2 separate regions of the Mus musculus genome follow, and region 1 is linked to region 2. Evidence: chromatin contacts called from public Hi-C data. All regions are on one chromosome and are shown on one strand. Each heading gives the region's core, a stretch centred on a gene start, on an enhancer-like site or on the middle of the called end of the contact. The rest is flanking DNA. Distances are from core to core; before and after follow the strand shown. Region 1 has its middle 8.0 kb from the start of Gm33728. Region 2 holds the start of Aldh8a1 (aldehyde dehydrogenase 8 family, member A1).

Region 1 (3,641 bases), core at 374-2,873, 120 kb after region 2:
TACTTTGCTCTGAGTACTTCTTTTGTTTCTTTTGTAAAGCCTTCTGAGCCCTGTTTTCAACTCTTTGGATCAGAGGCCCAAAACCTGGAAACACCTGTCTCAAACTCACCTACACACCAGAAACATCGCCCTACACTAGAAAGCACACAGGGCCAAACAAAGGACTATTCAGTTATCTGACAGATTGCTCAGGGGTTTTTATTATCTCTGAAACCTGAATTTGTCCTTTAGTTATATAGAATGAGTTAGCAACTTTACCCTTAATATGTAATTGTCCATCAATTTATATTTATTTTTCATTTCAAACTTGTATTTGATTAAGATATAGAAATAGAATTACCTTTCCTTTTTTTCCTTTAGTATATCAGGAGACAAAAATCATGACAATTTAAAGATTAAACTTGACTTTATTTTGGTTTCTAGTGATGTGTGTTCTTGGAGTGTGAACAGGGTCTCTCTCAGCTCTTACTGGACTCAACCTGGGGAGCTGGTCACCAAAGTCACCCTGAACCAATAGCTTTCAAATTCATTGTCCCACCACGAACACAGGAACGAGTAAAAGGAGGAGGCAGAGCAAGCATAGGTTTGTTAAGAAATCTAAGAACGTAACCCACCCACCATTTATTCCTTCCTTCCTTCCTTCCTTCCTTCCTTCCTTCCTTCCTTCCTTCCTTCCTTCCTTTCTTCTTTCCTTCTTTCTTTAACAGGGTCACACTACATACCTCTGGTTGGCCTGGGATTCACTATATAAACTCACAGAGATCTGTCTGTTTCTTCCTCCTAGGCACTGAGTTTGAAGGCAAACAAAGCCCCCATCAAGCTCTTGTTTATTTTCTATGTCCACCAAATTCTCGCCTTGCAGACAGGAAATTTTTTCTACCTTTCCATGCCTTCCTGGAGCCAATTTAATTATGGCTCCACATTGGCACCATGAGAGCTCACCCAGGAAACAAAGGGGTCCATCATTGAAAACTATTAATACAGTAAATAAGAAACTCGTCAGATAGTCAAGAAGTTTCAAAAAATCAAAATAGAACATGGAAGCCACACAGAGGAGAGTAGTCCCAGAAACTGTTATTTTAAAAACAAAATCCCAAACATTCAATTCACCAAAATGAAGATATAGGAGCCAGATACTGTGATAAAAGCCTGCTAGCTCAGAGAAGCAGAGAAAACACCCAGCTGACCTTCCTACTCCACCAGCATCCCGAAAGGAAAATGTTCCCTCTCCTTCTTTTCCATGCTATCTTAAATACCCTCCAACTCAAAGACACTCCTCCCTCTATCCTGGATTTTCTTATGTTCACTCTCTGTCAACCGTTGCTTGCTCTGCCTCTTAACCTATAGTTAACTTTATTTAGCTCTTCTTTACAGAAAGCTCTTGGGCTATAGGTGTATGCTAGGGCTGAGACACACCACAACAAGAAACACATTTTTTTCCAGTTCACAATCCAGGGTTCACAATGTGATCAAATGTCCTGCAACAGGAAACCACCACCCAAAAGCTGAGCTGGTCAGAACCTCAAAGCCTAGCAAAGCTGGGGCTCAGTCTCAGAGCAGAGGCCCTGCCTAGCTGCTACAGGTCCCCGGAGCCCAAGGGAACTGGAACTCAGACCTAAGGCAGAAGTGCTGCCTACCTGGTTGGGCACATGTGCCATGAGCTCAGCTTCATCTTGGACTGTACTTACTGCGGGGACTCAGAAATAGCTTAAAACAAAACAAAACAAAACAAAACAAAACAAAACGTGTTTACTGTGCTTATGAGATGGCCAATAAAACCCATGTTCATCAGTGATTACAGCCACTATTATAGTGTTTTCTTCCTGGTCTGTCAGGGTCCTTTCTTCCTCTCCCGCTCTGCCTTCTCTCCTTCTCTTCTCTCCAACCCCTTACTTCTCTTCTCTCCAGTCCTCTTTCTTCTCCCTTCCCCTCTCCTCTTTCTCTTCCTTAGCCTCTGTCTCTCTGTCTCCTTCCCAATGCCCAGGAGCTCAAAACAGAGATATATGCCACTAAGTACCAACCCAGAAAGAATGAAGAGAAAAAAAGTTACCCCTAATTTTTAATTGCTAGCTTAAGAAAAGACAACTCTAAACAGGGTGAAGGCACCATTTCCACATGGATTGTTACAGAGTTCAAAGTCTCATAAGTCAAGATGGGTCACCAGCTGTACAATAGACTATCCCTGCTATCACAGAGATACAGAAATTGTCACCACACGATGATGAAAGTTTGTTGCACATAGTGACAGTTCCCACCCAGTGAGATAAAGCCAGTGTGTCAGGGTTAGAGACATAGTTTAGAAGACATGTTCTTCCACAAATACTAGATCCTTCCCTCATTGGTGTGCGTGTGTGTGTGTGTGTGTGTGTGTGTGTGTGTGTGTTTTGTTGTTGTTGTTGTTGTTGTTTTACTAGGGATTGAACCTGGGGCTTTATCCTGTGCATGTAAAGCAGGCGTTTTAATACTGATCTGTAACCTAGAGGTTACATTTTGATATCATCAGGTTGTTCATTAACTAGCTATTGATAGTTTCTGATTATAATATAAACTCTTGAGTGTGATTCTGAAACATCTGTATGTACTCACTAATAATACAATAATATATACCCCTGATAGAAAAAATGGTTTGTTTAAACTATATGATGATTCAACTAGGCATTGCAAGCTGTGTCACATGTGGAAAACACAAATCACAAATATTGAAAGTAATTTAATGATGTTCACCGAATCCCTTTAGGGTCATTCACCTCTTGAGTGTGGAACTATGAAAAATCAACAATTCAACTTATGTTTTGCTACTTAAAAAAAAATGAGGTGTCTAAAACAGAAGAGAAATTGGGTCACCAGATTCTATCCATAAATTTCACTTAAAACCTTTTATCTTAAATTAAATTAAATACTGCTTTATGGATACTCCTTGTAGTTAGAATCTTTAGAAGTTTTATTGATACTAACGAACATTAATCGTCTAATCATGCCTCAGATGCACACAAGTGGTGTCAAGTGCAGAGTGCTTTTAAATGCCTTGAAAACCACCACTACATATGCTCAAGAGCACCCTGCAATACTGCAGTATATTCTTGCTACTGTGATTCACAGTAGTATGTTTTAGATCAATATGTGAATATATGTAAGTGGCCCACCTGGTCAATATTTCTGCCTGTCTAATTATTTACACTCTAAGTATAAACTAAGCATGACACATTTGCTGCGAACAGCAGTGCTTTCTGTGGAGAAATGTTTGTAAGCTTTGCGACATGGTCTTCAGGATGCCTGTGCACAGTAAGAGTGGCTGGTGGCTTTGTTTGTTTGGTGAGGTTTTTTTTAGACAGAGTTTCTCTGTATAGCTCTGCCTGTCCTGAAACCGTGTAGACCAGGCTGTCCTCGAACTCAGTTCCGCCTGCCTCTGCCTCCTGAGTGGTCGGATTAAAGATGTCTGCCATCACTGCCTGCCTTTATTTATTTATTTAAGCTATTATTTTTAAATTGGAAAACAAAGTTTGCAAAACACTAGAGAGAAGAAATAATGAGTTTTGTTTAAAATTGTTTTGAAGATTTTTTAAATGTTATTAATTTGAAACATGGAAGATTTGTGTGGCATAAAATTTACATGGAAAAAAAACTATGCCTGGGAGTTGAAA
Region 2 (4,101 bases), core at 1,298-3,797:
GAGCAGGACAGTGCCAAACCTCTTAGGCAGCCACACACACACACACACACACACACACACACACACACACACACCCTCCCCCCACCCACTGCCCTGCTAGTCAGTAACACCCTCCCCAGAATTTATCCCAGAGAAATGAACATTTTATTTTCATGCCATTAAAATAAAAGGTGTCTGTAGCAGTGATAGTGCAAGTGACCAGCTCTCCTTTGCTGGGTGAAGGGTAGCCAGCCAGCTGTGGCAGACACATGCTAGCTGCATCCTTCTTTGCACTAAATGGAGCAAGCTACAGCTGCTCCACCACCGAGAGAGCTGCAGAGCTGACAAAAGTGCAGCCCGCTGCCTTCACCCGGGCAGCTTTTCCTTTTACAGAGAAAGCAACTATGGCCTGAGCCAGTTGGGCTGAATGGGGATCTAGGAGGGGCTGAGGCTACATCTCAAAGGGATTGATTGAGAGGCAGCCACTACACACACACACACACACACACACACACACACACACACACACTGCCACACCAGCAGCATGTAGTTCTAAGGTAGGTCAGATGCTCAACTTGCAAACTCAGAGTCAAATCCATAGACAGGAGCTGGGGGTCAGGAAGAGGAGCACGCACAATCTTTACCAAGGCATCTAAAATGCAGCCTTCAAGTAATTTGGAAAGAGTGATTTTAATTTTAAAAGAGGAGAATTCTCAATCATTTCCCAAAGAACATATTGTTTTTTTATCTAGTGTGGGATAGGAAAGTTGTCTAGATGTGTCAAACTTCCAAAGCTCTTAATTAAGAGCTGACAGTTTATAAAGTCAAGTCTTCACTGTGTGATCACGTCCTACGGCTGTCCCTGGCACTTGAAGTGACTAGCTCATCTCCTAACTCTACACCCCAAGTGCTGAACCCCTGTGAAAAGATCTTTTTGACCTCCATCAGAGTCTTGACCCACAGGCTGAGAACCACTGTTATAGCATAAGTTTCCTCGCCCTACCCATGATAGAGGCTTCTGTTGGAACGGGAGTGTGGGGCTCCCAGGGTAAATAAGCAGATGCCCTCTTGTGGCCAAAACGTGATGCACTCAGAATGCATCTGAGTGCTTTTCTGCCCTCCTGTATGGTTCAGATTAAGTCTACAGGTTGTACTATCTCAGTTTGCACTGCATGCAAGCAAGCGCGCTCGAGCAAGCACGCACACACACACACACACACACACTCACACAGGCCCAAAATTCGGCACATATCTTGTAAAATCAACAAAGACACAGCTTTTGTGGAACCCAAAATATTTGCAAACTGGATTGCTGAGAAAATAAAACATACATATTACTGGAAAAGCAAAAGCAAATATGTTTTATTCTATTTCCTGAAGAAGTGCCAGCCGGTACCACACTCCACCTGCATCTCCTCACTTTGGAAACACCAGGAGATGGAGAAGAGAAGCCTTGGTCTCATGCAGTTTGGGTCATTGGAAGCAAGCAAAATTGCTGGTTACAATGTAACTAACAAGTTACCCAATATTCTTAAACTTTAGTACAGAGTCTAAAGTTGTTTTTTTCCTCTAGAAGACAGATTTAAAATTTACCAGTGAAGAAAAAAAGTTGAATTTTTGAAGAAAAAACTTGGCATATAAGATATATTTATATAGGAAGATTGGAATTATATTATAATCGAGTTGTTTGTGCCTTGAAAAGAATAAACAATGGGCGGTTTGCATTTGGTAACCACACACACATCAGTCACTCAGCACACCAAACATTTTTTATTCTCAGTGCAATAATTCATAACATTAAATATATCTCAAGCATTTTACAAAATTCCCCAAGTGACTTAATTCTTCATAACTAGAAAAGAAAGAAAAAGGAAAGAGAAAGGGACATGAACCCTCATTTTTTAAGTTGTTAAGTTTAATGAAATGACATGAGAGTTTAATTTTCAGCTTCATTACTCAAATAACTGGCTTTATTAGACTGGGTATTCTCAGAGATATGAGGAACTATCAGATGATGGTCTAAAATAAAGTACTGGGCTTTTGTTTTGTTCCCAATTTAAGTTTTCAAGATTTATTTTTATAAACCCATGGAGCCAGTGGGCACTTTGTAGAGAGAAGGATGCATTTCATATCGTAAGAGTTCTCTATAACTATTACAATCTGTCTGAGAATTACAAACATTAAAACCACTGTTCCCACAGCTAACAACTTTCTCTTGAACATAGTAAACTCAGAGCCATTCCAGCTCAGACCAGTCCATTCATATGATAAACTACCTTATAAAATGCTACATTTTCCTTCATCCTCTCCCCTTTAGTTTTAGAAAATGGTTGTCTACAATTTGTCAACACAGTAAATACGTTTTAGTTTCCCAAGTGAATAGACTTACCTCTTCTTTCCCACTGTTTGGAACTTTGCAATAAACTTCCCCTGTTGATGGATCGTAAGAATCTATATATGAGTTACAGGGTAAAAACTTCCCACCTATAAAGTTCTCCAACATCAAAAGTTCCCTTTTTCCAGCCATGTTAGGAAAGTGCCCTCTGTGTACAGCAGCCCTCTGTGACTGCCCTCAGGACTTTGGACACCCTCATCTCACCCCCAGGCCCAGTGTCCTCATTTGCATATCCGAACCTGGGAGGAGGAGACCCGCTGCGCTTCAGAACTTTCCTGATTCCAAACTCGGATGGTTCTTGAAGGCAACTCATGGTCCATTCTGAGAAATGGGCACTGCATTAAACTAACATCAAGTTACATATGTACAATGTCTTCAGATTGTCCTTTCATATCAACTGTGTGTGTGTGTGTGTGTGTGTGTGTGTGTGAGATGATTTTATCGGCACTGCACCATAAGTGCCCACTGTTTAAACACGAAGTGCAAAGCATAAAGAAAATTGGCTCCACAGAATATTGTCCCATGCAGCAATCCTTACTTCCTCCTTTCTAGGGAAGGCATTGAGCCTCTGGAAGGTTACACAATGTGGCCAAGGTCACACATGAACACTCAAGTACTGACAGGAAATGAGAAGAAACTTTAGCTACATTTACACCTAACAGCCTGTGAGTCCATCTCAGGAGGATGCATCCATGTCCCTGTAGGGACTGGCCACAGGAGCAAGGGAGCCGTCTTCACTACCCGGCAATGCCGTGGTTTGAACGCTCAGAATTCGGGCACGTTTAACCCTCCAGTGGCAGTGTTTAAGTGGGCACTCCTGGAGTTAAGGTGCTGCTCACGGCCTCGGTGGTGCCTTCGAAACAGGCTATGGGTCATTTGTGCCTTCTGCCGCAGGAGCACAGCTGCCCTGCCTGGTGAGGAAGTGGCAGAGGCAGGGGATATTTACCATACACAATCTCCTCACACCAACATCATGGGCTTCCCAGTCTCCAGAACAACAAGAATTCAGGTTCTCTCAAGTGATCGATTTTCAGTTATTCTGTCACAGCTGAACAGACCAGCACATGGCCTCTGAGAGGACAGGACACACCACCGTTCACTCTGCTGAGGCTCCATGGATAACCAAACTCTCTTGTGCATCATAGCGCTTGTTTTGTATTTTGCAAGTAACCCTCTGAAGGTCTTGTTCCTTCTGTTCTCCATGTTGCTATCTCCCCATCCTTCCTGTACTTCACGTCTCCACCTACTGACGGCTGTCTGTCGTCTTTGGCGTCCCATTTTCACCACAGTGCATTTGGTGAGAATTTGTTCTTAACCGTGACTGGAAGAGGCTGCTTTTCTACCACTGGCTTTGTCTTTCACCAGTTGTGGAAATGTTTTGGCTGCTGTATTGCTGTGTTTCCATTCTCTGTATTTCTACCTTGTAGAATGTTTAAAATGTAAAGAGAGCATCTTCAATTTCTTACTGACCATGAATCTCCTCCCTCCCTGTCTCTGTCTTTCCCTCCCTCCCTCTCTCCCTCCCTCCTGGCCAGCTTCTTCCCCCTCCTCCTTTGACTCTGAGCTACACTCTCCAAATCTTGCCTCTACTCTCTGTCCGTCCCCCAGCCCCACAACAGGGCTCCTATGGAGCTGACTCCTCCAATGGCAGCACCTGCCCTGAACTCTGTTTCCTCGGCCTGCCAGCCAACACGCCATTCCCTAAGGTCCCTGCAGGCCAAAAGGCA

Evidence for each region. A called contact is a pair of places that touch in the nucleus more often than the background predicts.
Region 1: a contact with region 2 is called in a Hi-C map of the G1E-ER4 cell line, with 3 times the contacts expected there. The contact joins the enhancer-like site here to the promoter of Aldh8a1 in region 2. A contact is called at or near these places in 7 of 39 promoter capture datasets (embryonic stem cells, liver and stem cell-derived epiblast-like cells), 5 of 484 Hi-C or Micro-C datasets (the G1E-ER4 cell line, embryonic fibroblasts and liver) and 1 of 9 other capture datasets (embryonic stem cells).

The regions. Positions count from the first base shown.
Region 1 is chr10:21,258,408-21,262,048 of GRCm38.p6, reverse strand. No RefSeq gene overlaps it. Among named protein-coding and RNA genes, the nearest start is that of Gm33728, 8.0 kb to the right of the region's middle. Within about 2 kb of position 1,623, at least 14 of the 459 cell types and tissues checked have an H3K27ac peak or open chromatin away from gene starts, as enhancers often do. A contact at or near this core is called in the G1E-ER4 cell line and liver, where this site is marked.
Region 2 is chr10:21,375,746-21,379,846 of GRCm38.p6, reverse strand. Aldh8a1 (aldehyde dehydrogenase 8 family, member A1) reads right to left here and starts at 2,547. Exons shown (of 7, transcript NM_178713.4): 1 at 2,369-2,547. The coding sequence starts at 2,506.